Linked DNA regions of Sus scrofa: regions 1 and 2 are each linked to region 3. Evidence: chromatin contacts called from public HiChIP or PLAC-seq and promoter capture Hi-C data. All regions are on one chromosome and are shown on one strand. The core of a region is the stretch at or near the end of the contact, and the rest is flanking DNA. Distances in the headings are between cores, read along the strand shown.

Region 1 (3,883 bases), core at 756-3,255, 230 kb after region 3:
TCAGAGGTGGAGGCAGCTGTAGCACCAGGGAATGGAATGAGCCCCTGCATTTCGGTGGGGGTGAGAGGACGTGGGTTCTAGTCCCAAGTCTATGCGGACGTGCTGGGTGACCACAAGCAAGTTCCTCACCCTTCTGGTTCCTCCATCTTCTCCAAAAGCCCCTTGAGACCTCGACTGGGTGAACTGAGGTGTGTGGAGGGTGGGGTGTCACTTGGTTCAGTCTCTATTTTCTACTTTGCCCTTGAGAACCCCACCTAAGGAGGGTCCACACCCATGGTTCCCCGGCGCTTCGGGCCCAGATGGCTCAGCCTCGGGTGTGTCCTTGCCTCAGCTTTAGGTGCCTTTTTCTCACAGACGGAAAACAGGACCTTGGAGCCATGTGCAGCTGTGTGACTTCAGAGAAGGGACCTTGCCTCTTGCCTACTTGCGGGATGGCGGGAGCCACCAAGCCTGTGACTGTACAGCACCGCGCTCTGCAGGCAGGGAGGGCTCCTTGGCTGGTAACTGCCTTTCCTGCTCTTGTTCCCCCTCCGACTCCCTCCCATGTGTGGCTCTCGGCTGGAAGCCTCTGAGTCCGGCAGGGCCTCCTCTCTGGGGCTGAACATGCGCCCAAGGCCGGTGCGTCTCTGCCCAGGCTCGTCACGGGGACTGTGACATGGGCCACCCGGCCTGCTGAGCAGCCCCAACACTCACCCCGCCCTGGGCGGCTGCCCTGCGTCATTCCTCAGGGGACTGCCCAGCACCAGGGCCAGTCCCTCCCCAGGCACCTCTGTACAACCCAACCCACAGGGACTGCAACTACATTCCTCCCCCTTTTCTGTTTGATTGATTTTGGGGGATAGTTAAATACATTAAATTTTTTCAAAATTTAAAAGGCACCCCAAAGTATGTTATGAAAAAAAGCCCCTCCCACCACAGCATTCAGCCCCTTACTTCTTCCCGGAGACAACCCATCTAAATTCCTCCTAAAAACAATTAATCTTTTTTTTTTCTTTTTTCTTTTTGTCTTTTTGCCTTTTTCTCGGGCCGCACCTGAGGCATAGGGAGGTTCCCAGGCTAGGGATCGAATCAGAGCTGTAGCTGCCCGCCTACACCACAGCCACAGCAACTCGGGATCCAAGCTGCGTTTGCGACCCACACCACAGCTCATGGCAACGCTGGATCCTTAACCCACTGAGCAAGGCCAGGGATCGAACCTGAAACCTCATGGTTCCTAGTCGGATTTGTTAACCACTGAGCCACGACGGGAACTCCTAAAAACAATTAACCTTAATTTGGCGGCCCCTCCTTACAAAAATCATGAACGTTCAAAGTAAAGATTAACAAAACCAAACCCCACCACCCTGAAACAGACACAAAAGTACAAACTAACAACCCCCACCCCACCCCACCATCTGGATTTCCAGCCTTTTCAGTTTTGTCCTCCCAGACAGTTTGCAGTATCTATTCACTTTTGGAAAAATGAAAACAAAAGACAAGCTGATTATCACAATATTGACTTTTCCATATCTTGCCGGAACACTTCCTCCTGGTTCCTTCCTTATCAACAACGCTGATAGCTTTATGACCTTCCACAGAGGCTGCCTTATTTAACCAGACCCTGGCAATGGACATTTGGGGATTTCTAGATTTCCCTGTTATAAGAAACACAGTGATGGGCCCCCGAGACCTCACTGGCTACTTGTTTTATTTTCTTGTGACAAATTCCTAGAAAAGGAAATGGTAGGTCACAAGGTACGGCCACTTTTCAAGACCCATCAATCTGTCCTGATGTTCAGCAGGACTACGTGTCTGAGCCAAGTTCGGTTACCTCGAGCCAGGAAGTCTTGGTTCACACCCCTCTCAAGAGGAGCTGTGTGAGCTTCCATCCCCACCTCCACATCCAGACTAAGGCCACAGCCCTCCTCTGGACCTGGTGACCTAAGGCAGGTTGCCCCAGCCACCACGCCGCACCTGGGCCCATCCCAGTCCTGGATGAGTCAGCTGACCGGGGAGCAGGAACCCAGCTGGAACAAGGGCCACCGCCTTCCAGGGAGAGGAACAGACTCCGTTGGCAGTGGTTGGAGGAGGACAAGCAGCAGCACCTGGGCTGCAGGTAAGAGCCGGGTGCGGGGCCCCTAGAGCTCCGGAAGGGATCGGCGTGACCTGCTCTCTCCTGGCTTCTTCCCTCCTGGTCCCAACCCTTTGGGGACTTTCAGGCCTTTTCCTCTCAGGGTGCTTCTCTCTGGCAGTGAAACATGAACTGGGGTTTCCTCTTCTGACCCCAGCCCCGGGCCAGGTGTGACGGTTGGGTGATCTTCACCCAGACATGGCTAGGACTCTCCAGGCTCCTTCAGTCTGCCCGGGACTGCGCTCGCGGCTGGGACCCACACTTTGCTCCTTGAAATGGGCCCTTGGCAGGGCAAAGAGCACTTTCCACAAGGAGCCGAGTGCAGGCCTCAGTTTCTGTTACTTCTCTGCCTGAAGCTGTTTCCATCCACAAGCTCCCTGCCACGGCCAGGAAAACCTGCTGGGGAACTGGGCCGGCGGCCTGACCCGAGAGCTGGTTTCCTCTGTGGAGACTCCCACGCAGTCGGGGGAACTGAATGAGGTAATGGATATAAGGGCCCCGTACGTGCCCTCCACACAGTGAGCCTCAGAAAATGGTGCTTAAGATGGGGCTGCTGTGTGCCGGGCAGGCCCTGCGCTGGCCCAGACTCCCACCAGCTCTCCCCGCATCACTTCTCAGCTGGGCTCCCTGCCCACTGGGCCCCTCTAATCCATCCTCCAAATGAAAGTTAGACGTCACTCTGCTGCTCAACATTCTCCAGTGCCTCCCATTTCGCTGGAGTAAATGCCAAGCCCTCAGCATGACCCACAGGCCCTGCTGGATCTAGCCCCTCTCACCACCCCTGCAGTCGCCTGTCCTATGCTTCCCCTCTCAACAACCGACTTTGGTCTCCCTGCTCAGATATTTCCTGAACACAACAGGCACTCCCACCTCAGGGCCACTGCCGTGGCTGTGCCCTCAGCCTCAACGCTTCTCCCTCCCCATTGAAACTTTCACTCAAAAGGCATCTTCCACCCCCATCTCCCCCACCCAGCAGGGAGGCTCTTCGGGACCTCCGGGCTCTGTCTACCTCCCCCACCCGCCCCCGCCCTGCTTCATCTTTCTCCCCATCACGTCCTACCACCTAACACTGCACAGGCACTTACTTATTCAGCTAGGACGTGACACTCAAGGGCAGATTTTTCTTTTGTTCCCTGCCTAATTACTGGTACCCAGAACAGTACTGGGACTTAGGCACTCAGTAAATGTACTGCATGAACAACAGCTAATGACTACTGCGTACCCTTTATGTGCCAGTGCTTCCCATATATGTCTTATCTCTTTTAAGAAGCTTTTCATCTCTACGATAACACTGCGATGCAAGTATTGTTAAGCATATTACAGATAAACGACATGCCAAAAGGACATGTCCATGCTTGCTCTGCTAAATCAGAGGCAGCAGTCTGAACCCATCCTGCTTGCCTCTGAGGTCCTTGCTCCCACTCTGCCCCTCCTGGACAAGGATTCGGGAGTGTATCTGCATCCACTGAAGAAGTCCACAGCTTTCCTCCAGCAGGCAGTACAGCCTGAGAGGAGGGGAGTACATGCTGGTGGCCTAGCAACAGCCTCTTCCTTTCCGACTCACCATTTCTCTGGGCTAATTTGGCCTTCCAGGAGCTATTCCTCTGACACTCTAACCCACGCTTCCCTCCCGCACAGTCTTTTGAAGGATGGATGAGCTGTCCACAGGAACAAGTGGGCGTCCTGTAGTTTCAGCTCTTTGGAACAAAGCGTTCCAAAGGAGTGTTCTCACTCCAAAGTCCAAAGATGGGGGTGGGCGACCCCTTTTCGGCC
Region 2 (4,141 bases), core at 433-2,932, 130 kb after region 3:
CCAAGCTAGGGGTCTGATCGGAGCTGTAGCTGCCGGCCTACAGCACAGCCACAGCTATGTGGGATCAGAGCCTCATCTGCGACCTACACCACAGCTCGAGGCAATGCCAGATCCTTTGCCCACTGAGCAAGGCCAGGGATCGAACATGCATCCTCATGGATACTGGTCGGGTTTGTTAACCTCTGAGCCACGATGGTAACTCCTAGAGCTTGTGCTCTCAAGCCACGTTGCACTGGACACAGCCTCAGCCATACTGCCACCGGGATCATGGCCCTTGGGGAAGGCTTGACATGGTGTCAGAGGGCATGCAAGGGGGACTGTCTGATGGAGCCTGGGGATGAGAAAGGCCATGGGAGGAGGGAACACCTAAACTGAGACGGGAAGGATGAGCAGGAGCTGATGGGGGAAGAGGGAGAAAAGAGCACCCCGGGAGGGGGTAAAAGGCAACAGGGCAAAGAAGCTGAGGACTCTAAGGCAAGATTGTGTCTGAGGATGTGCCCTTGGAGCAGAGACTCAGGAAAGTGAGCACCTTGCCCACCCATGAGGGAAGGGTGTTCCAGGCAAAAAGCAACAAGGCTCCGAGGCCAATATGTGTCTGGTGCACCAGAGGAACAGCAACAAGGACCACGTACCTGGAGCCAAGGAAGCTGTTGAGACGTGTGAACTGGAGTTTGACACTTGCCATCTGCCTCTACGTGGACTGAATCAACACCCCCCGAAAGGAGCTCAGGGTAGAGATCAGGAGTGAGGCACTCTGTGCTCTGGGGAAACCGGCAGGACAGGTCTTCGGATACGTAGACATTTTCAGGAGATTTTATGAGCTCAATTCTTGCATCTCCTCATGCCTAGAAAAGCACTAAAATCCTCCGTGGTGATGTCTGCACCTCGTGACTAACAGTCATCTTCATGAGACTAGCAGCAAACATTTGTAAAATATGGCTTGCTTCCATGTACCTTCCCCTTCACCAAAATCACATGTATGCTGACATTTCTCACTGCCCCTTTGGAGCGGTATTTCGGAGCTATCTGAAATGGTGCCTCCCAGTCTGTATCTTCATTTTGCCACACATAAAACTCAACTCTCAACTTTTAGGTTCGCATTTAAAAAAAAAAAAAAAGCTTAGGAGAAGATAAGAGGGAGGGCTGGCACATCTCCCTGGGGTCTTGAAGGCCGTGAGACTTTGTCTTTTATGCACATTTAGATGGGGAGCCAAAGAAGGGTCAGGAGACAAGAGTGACTCCTTCAAGGCTGTCAAACATGGGCAACAAGAAGGGCAGGTATTTTATTTTGCAAGCCATTGATCCTCAGCCCTGGAAGAGCAGGAGCCCCTTGACAACACTCAGTAAATATTTGAACAAGTAAATGAATGAACGAATGAGTAAATTAATGACATGATAAACCAACTCAGTGTGTAATTGTGAAACCGACTCCTTCCGGGAGCCTTCATGCCACAGGCACTGGTGGAAGACTCGCCCTGCTTCTCATACTCCCCTCATCTCCCACCACCCCACGCCATTAGACTTCGGGTTAGCGCTGTGGCCGCCAGAGGGCGCGGAGCGTTGACGGTTCCCGGACGGAAGACTTTGCGTGAGGCACCGCGTGGGGCGGGGCCTGTGGGCGGGGTGCTGTTCGGCTGGGCTGGGTCTGCTGGCGGGCGGAACGCGGTGGCGGGGCTGAGGCTGTGCGGCGCCGCCCGGAGCGCTTTGGGCGGCGCACGGGGCGAAGATGGCGGCGGAGCGACAGGACGCGCTGAGGGAGTTCGTGGCGGTGACGGGCGCGGAGGAGGACCGAGCCCGCTTCTTCCTCGAGTCGGCCGGCTGGGACCTGCAGGTAGAGCCGCGAGGCGGGCCGTGTCCGGCAGGCTAGGGGCTATGGGGCGTGGGCGCTTGGAGCCTCAAGCCCGAGGTGGCCGAAGCGCACAGTCATCCCGCCGGGCCCAGGCCTCAGGGTCCTGGGGCCGCTGCCACGCGTCGCAAGCTCCGCCTGGGTGTGGTAAAATGCGGGCCAGCCCCGGGCCCGACCTTCTCTGTTGGGCCTCAGTTTCCCCTTCTTCCTGGCTGTCGGGTTAGCGAGAGTTGGGGCACTGCCGCATCCCGCGTGGAGAGGGGAGCCTGGGGGCGTGGCTGCCGCGCCGTGTGTCGGCTGCAGGCCGGGCGGCCTGGACCGACCAGCTCCCGGGTGGCGCTGGGGACGAGGTGCTCCTTCGTTTCCATCTCTGCGGCCCCAGCCGCAGGAGGAGGGAGAAGCTGTGCCTGGGACTTGACCCACCCCTCCTCCTACCTAAATGCTGGGAGAAACTGGGTGGTGGCGCAAGATTGGAGCCTATTCTAAGTTACTCATCTGTAAAGTGGGAGTCTCAGTGGAGCTTATCGTCTAATTCATTGGCACGTATCAAGTGTCCATTAAATGTTTGGTAATTAGTTAAGAAGACAGGAAGATGAGCCAAGCGAGGCAGGGAATTTTGTAAACTGTTGAATCCCTTGTGCCTAGAACAACATCTGACTCAGTAATTAATGGTAGAAGAAATTGCATACATATCCTTGGCCAGTGTACATCTTAGGTAGATGATGATGATTAATGTTTATTGACTGCTCACCAGAAGCCAAGTGCTGTTCTAACTGCTTTTTGTGTCTTAAGTCGTTTAACCTTTGCATTTTGAAGCTGAGGTTTAGGGAGGTCAAGTAACTTGCTCAATGCCTCACTAGCTCCTAAGTGGAAAAGATGGCATTAGAACTCAGTTTTGTCTAATAACAGAGCCCAAGCTGTCAATCACCATGTGTCAGACACTTTATGTATGATTCATTTAATCCTAGCAACACTGTGTGAATTAAAGAAGTCTACCTCAGTTGTACAGATGAGGAATCGGAAGCTCAGAGGGCAGGTGATCAGCCCAAGGTCACACAGCCAGGAGTTAGGATTTGATCTGGGTCTGCTGACCTCACCATTTATATGCTTCCCCACAGTGAGAGTCAGGTAAAGCATTACGCTTCACACATGTGAAACCCCTGCGCTGGGCAGAAATACAAAACCTAGCTTTTGCCTGAAAGACCTAAAAGCTCACAGGGTTACAGTTGGCAACTCGTCAGCCCCATCTCCTGATGCTATAGGTGGTGAAGCCGGCTCATGCATGTGGCATGACTGTCCTGGCCCTGCCCTCAATGCCGAGTCAGTGGGCGTTCCACCACAGCTCACTGCCTCCTCACAGGCCTGCTGTGTCCTGCCAAGGCATACTGCTTCCAGCAGGCTGGTTGTGTCCCATGAAGGAACGCTGCTCCTGGCAAGCTGGTTATGTCCCACAGCAGCTCACTGGCTTCTATGAGTTGGTGACCTCAAGTACTGGAGCCATTTCTTTTTCATTCTTGTAAACCTCATTGCTGTCTTTTTTTTTTTTTTTTTTTTTTTTTTTTTGGTGTGCCAAGTAAGTGATTAGTAAATATCTATGCGTTGAGTCCGTGAGAGAAACATCCAATCACAAATGGCCAAAAGAAACCCATATTCCTTCTGTATGTATAGAGCTGAGACATGAGTGTGAATAAATGTTTTGCAGGGTTGGTGGAACGAGTGTCCGCATTGCACAGATTACGAACAGCTTCAGAGAGAAAGTAAAAGTAGCAGTCTGGACTGACCTCACAGTTCCCAACTCCTGGCTGTCACCTAAGAGCTGAGAGTAAGAGCCTGAGCAGACTGCCTGAGATCAAGCCTGGCTCTACTCCTTACTAGCTGTGTAGGCTTGCGCAATTTTCTTAACTTTGCAGGGCTTCTCTATCAGCTATAAAATGAGACAATAGCACTAACTACATAGCGTTCTTTCGGAAATGAGTTAACACAGGTACAGTTGTACTCAGAACAGCATGGCATGTAAGTAAGTGCTCAGTAAATATACACTGCTTTTCCAAGATCACATTTCCTAATAAAATGAGAATGAGGAGTGTCTCCATCCCAACTTTCCTTCTTGTCTTTTTTTCCTCTTGGTAGGTGGTATTTGTTTTATGTGATATGAAAATTAGCAATTGGGCCTTTGGAGTTCCCATCGTGGCTCAGCGGTTAACGAACCCCTCTAGCATCCATGAGGACGCGGGTTTGATCCCTGGCCTCACTCAGTAGGTTAAAATCTGGCTTTGCCATCAGCTGTGGTGTAGG
Region 3 (4,126 bases), core at 1,568-4,067:
CTTTTCTAATTCCTTTAGAAGGTAGGTAATATTGTTTGAAGTTTTCCTTGTTTCTTGAATAGCCCTGTATTGCTATAAACTTCCCTCTTCAAAATGTTTTCACTACATCCTACAGATTTTGGAAAGTTTTGTTTTTATTTTCATTTGTCTTATGATATTTTCTGCTTTCCTTTTTGATTTCTTCATTGACCCATTGGTTTTTTGCTAGTATGTTTTTTAGTCTCCATGTGCTTGTGTTTCCCCCATTTTTCTTCCTGTAATTGATTCCTACTTTCAAATCATTGTGGTTGGGAAAAAAATACCTGATATAATTTCTATCCTCTTAAATTTGTTGAGACTTGCTTTGTGGCCTTGTATATGATCTATCCTGTAGAAAGTTGCATGTGCGTTTGAAAAGATGTTTATTCTGCTGGTTTTGTGTGGATATGTATTAATTTCAACTGGTCAACTGTGTCATTTAAGATTATTGTTTCCTTATTGATTTTATCTCTGTGCAATCTGTACATCAATGTAAGGGGGTTAAAGTCTCCTACTATTACTATGTTATTGTCAACTTCCCCCTTTATGCCTGTTAATATTTTCTTTGTATATTTAGGTGCTCCTGTATTAGATACACATGTTAATGAGTTTAATATCCTCTTCTTGTATTAGTCTCTTTATTATTATATAATGTCTTCTTTGTCTTTTGTTATAGACTTTGCTTTAAGGTCTATTTTATGTGAGTATTGATACCTGCTTTCTGGTCATTTCATCCCCTTACTTTCAGTCTCCAAATGTATTTTAAAATCACTCTTTCAAGTTTCATGAAAAACTGTTTTAGAATTATTATTTGATTGCATTGAGTGTATATATTAATTTGGGAAAATTGACATCTGCAATATTGAATTTTCAAATTCTTGGATACAATATACCTCTATTCATTTAGGTTTTTTAAATGATTTTAAATACATAATTTTGCAATTTTTTCCCCTGATGGTCTTATGCATCTCTAACTACAACTATATTTAATATTGGGATCTTTAAAAATTATGATTACTGTTTTCAGTGGTTTTGACCATTGTATAGTATTGTAATTGAGGTAGGTCATCAATGTTATATCAGGCAAGCTGACAAATCTCTTACTATTGCTAATAATAAGAGTATTATTTTTATATGGAACTCTGTTAACATTAATCCAATCATCTACATTAGTTTTAGCTTTATCAAATATTCATATACAAATGGTTTACAAGTCAAATAGTTCTACAAGTTCTATATATGAAAATTGGAGTCTCCCTAATCTCCTGCCATTTTACACATCCCAGAAGAAACAACTTTCAACTCTTTTAACTGATTATTTTAAGTTTTACTATTATATGCCATATAGCATGCTTATATTGCTACTGCTTGATTTATTATTCTTAGACATTATTTAATGACATCCCACTGTGGAAGATGGGGATGTAATATTTTGTTACTCCTGATCTCAGGTCACACATGAATATCTTATACCCTCATAACACTATATAATTATAGTTTTAGATAACTTAATAGACAATGTCTCTGTTATTATGACTATGAGAAAGCTGAGTTTATAGCAATCTGTTTTAACTTGTATTGATCGTCTCATGTGTATATTTGTGTAACCACCACCATGATGAGGGTGCAAACCATTTCATGACCACAAAGTTTTCCATGTGCTAGCCCTTTAAAATGATGTACATCCCCACTAAACCAAACCTCTGGCAAATCCCATTCTGTTTTCTATATATCTATAATTTTGAGAATGTTGTATAAGTGGAATTGACATTTGAGATTGGCTTTGTTCACTCAACATAATGCCTTAAAGGAATTTTTAGTTGTCACATACATATATAACTCATTCCTTTGGATTACTGAGCAGCATTTAGTGGTACAGATGTACTATAATTTGTTAAATTGTTCACTTATAATTAGACATTTTAATTTTTTCCAGTTTTTTGCTTTACAAAGAAATCTGCTATAAATTTGTGCACAGGGTTTTTTTTTGGACGTATTTTTCATTTCTCTGAGATAAAAACCTGGGAGTATAATTTCTGAGTCATATAACCCACTTCTCTCCTAAAGGAAGTAGTAAATGATTCATTTTTGGACATAGGCCATACAAGTTCTGAGGTTCACATTGCACTGTGCATTTGAGCTAAATTTTAACAGTTACATCAATAAAGGGTTGGAATAGGGAGTCATTTCAGGAGAAGATCTCAATCCATCCCAATGCTGAAAAGGGCCTGGCACCCTCTTCCTTTTTCCAGTTGAGTAAATATTTGTCGGGGCAGGTGCAGAATGAGACTGACCACCAGCCAGCCCCATCCTAGGGTCCTGGGCTTGGGACTATGTACACAACCTACAACTACAAGTCCTTCTAGGCTTAGAGCTCCAAATGGGGACTCACCATGAAGGGGTTGAGGAGCCCAGTGGAGACAACAGAGGCCCCAAGTGTGGAGGAAGACATTTCTGCTAAGCTTGTTCAATCTCTGTGGAAACATAAGGTAAGTAACTTATCAACTTACAATTCGTAGCCACATTCTCTTCTTGATTTTTTTTTTTTTTTTTTTTTTTTTTTTTTTTTGCTATTTCTTGGCGCTCCGCATATGATTCGCTTCCATCGGAGCTTAGTACTAGCCTACCCCCCAGCCCAATCCCCCCCCCCCCCCCCCCCCCCCCCCCCCCCCCCCCCCCCCCCCCCCCCCCTGCTTCTCCATTTAGGAGTAGGAACTATCTAGAATCCAGAAGTAAGTTACTATCTCATGGCCATTTCATCCAATCATAGGCACTTCCTCTTATATCACAGGAAGTGGGGCTTCTCTCCTCTCCACAGAGCACAGAAGTCCAGTTCTCACCAGGACACACATTTGGACAGACCAGGCTCCTCAGGTCTCCACAATGCCCATCCCTCCTCCTTGCCTGCTGCTGATTCTAATGCTGGGACTCACAGGTGAGCATTCCTTGGGGTAGATCCCCTCTCCCTGCCCCCTGCATCTCCCCCTACCCCTGCACTTCTAGAGTTTCCATGTAAACTTGGGTGTGCCCTTCAGGGCAGTCAGAACAAGTCAAGGACTGGGCATTATCCAGAGCATGAAATCATGGATCTGAGCATTTCCTTTTCTGGATCCATTTTCTGCAACTGGTTACAAGACTCATCAAAACAGATGATACTTCAAAACTGACAATAACAAGATTATGTGCCTTAATTATCCCAGTGTGATAATTGACTATTACTCCTAAACTGAAAATGGGGAAACTGAGGCAAAGAGAATAACTTGCCCAATGTCACTTACCTAAGGCAGTGGAGAACAGGATTTGAGTCCAGGCTGTTCAGCTTCAGAGTTGATTCTTTTAAGCACATTATGCAGCTCAGCTTCTCAGAGGAGGCTAATGGCAGAAAAGAACAGGAAAAGCAAATAGTATATTTGTCATTACCCATCCTGCCACTCAAAGGTCATCAGAGCTTAAATCTTGCTACGTGTACTTCCAAACTTTTGTTAGCAATGTGTTGGTTGTTTCCTATGTGCTAAATTGTTTACTACTTTATTTTTTAATTTTTTATAGCAGATCTTTTTTAAAATTTATTTTATTTTTTAAATCATTTCCCCAATTTTTTTCCTACTGTACAGCATGGTGGCCCAGTTACACATACATGTACACATAGCATTTTCTCACATTATCATGTTCTGTCATAAGTGACTAGACATAGTTCCCAGTGCTAAATTTTTCTTAACTTTTATTTATTTTTTTCCTCTTTTTAGGGCTGCACCTGCAGCACAGGGAGGTTCCCAGGCTTGGTGTCGAATTGGAGCTGTAGCTGCTGGCCTATGCCACAGCCACAGCACTGCCAGATCTGAGGTGTGTCTGTGACCTACACCACAGCTCATGGCAATGCCGGATCCCCAACCCACTGAGCAAGGCCAGGGATTGAACCTGCGTCCTCATGGATGCCAGTCAGATTCGTTTTTACTGAGCCATGATGGGAACTCCAAAATTGTTTACTACTTTTAATGTGTGTTGTAATTTCATTTAATCTTCAAAACAACCTGTAGGCTAGCATGCTAAGCTACACTTTAATTCATGGTTGTGGATGCCTACATTTGTGTGTGTGTGTGTGTGTGTG

Evidence for each region. Promoter capture Hi-C pulls out the DNA fragments that hold promoters and counts their contacts. HiChIP or PLAC-seq counts read pairs in DNA pulled down with a chosen protein or histone mark.
Region 1: a contact with region 3 is called in a promoter capture Hi-C map of liver, with 2.8 times the contacts expected there. The contact joins the promoter of SDCBP2 here to the promoter of LOC102161654 in region 3. A contact is called at or near these places in 1 of 5 promoter capture datasets (liver), 2 of 47 Hi-C or Micro-C datasets (fetal heart ventricle and liver) and 1 of 2 datasets of contacts at active chromatin or transcription factors (alveolar macrophages).
Region 2: a contact with region 3 is called in an H3K27ac HiChIP or PLAC-seq map of alveolar macrophages. The contact joins the promoter of NSFL1C here to the promoter of LOC102161654 in region 3. A contact is called at or near these places in 1 of 5 promoter capture datasets (fetal liver), 1 of 47 Hi-C or Micro-C datasets (fetal liver) and 1 of 2 datasets of contacts at active chromatin or transcription factors (alveolar macrophages).

Annotation. Positions count from the first base shown.
Region 1 is chr17:33,966,120-33,970,002 of Sscrofa11.1, forward strand. It overlaps SDCBP2 (syndecan binding protein 2), which reads left to right and starts at 2,006. Exons shown (of 9, transcript NM_001244863.1): 1 at 2,006-2,095. It overlaps LOC106506644 (a long non-coding RNA gene), which reads right to left and starts at 913. Exons shown (of 2, transcript XR_001302077.2): 1 at 1-913.
Region 2 is chr17:33,867,873-33,872,013 of Sscrofa11.1, forward strand. NSFL1C (NSFL1 cofactor) reads left to right here and starts at 1,683. Exons shown (of 9, transcript NM_001244443.1): 1 at 1,683-1,831. The coding sequence starts at 1,727.
Region 3 is chr17:33,732,991-33,737,116 of Sscrofa11.1, forward strand. It overlaps LOC102161654 (signal-regulatory protein beta-1), which reads left to right and starts at 2,818. Exons shown (of 7, transcript XM_021077523.1): 1 at 2,818-2,953. The coding sequence starts at 2,902.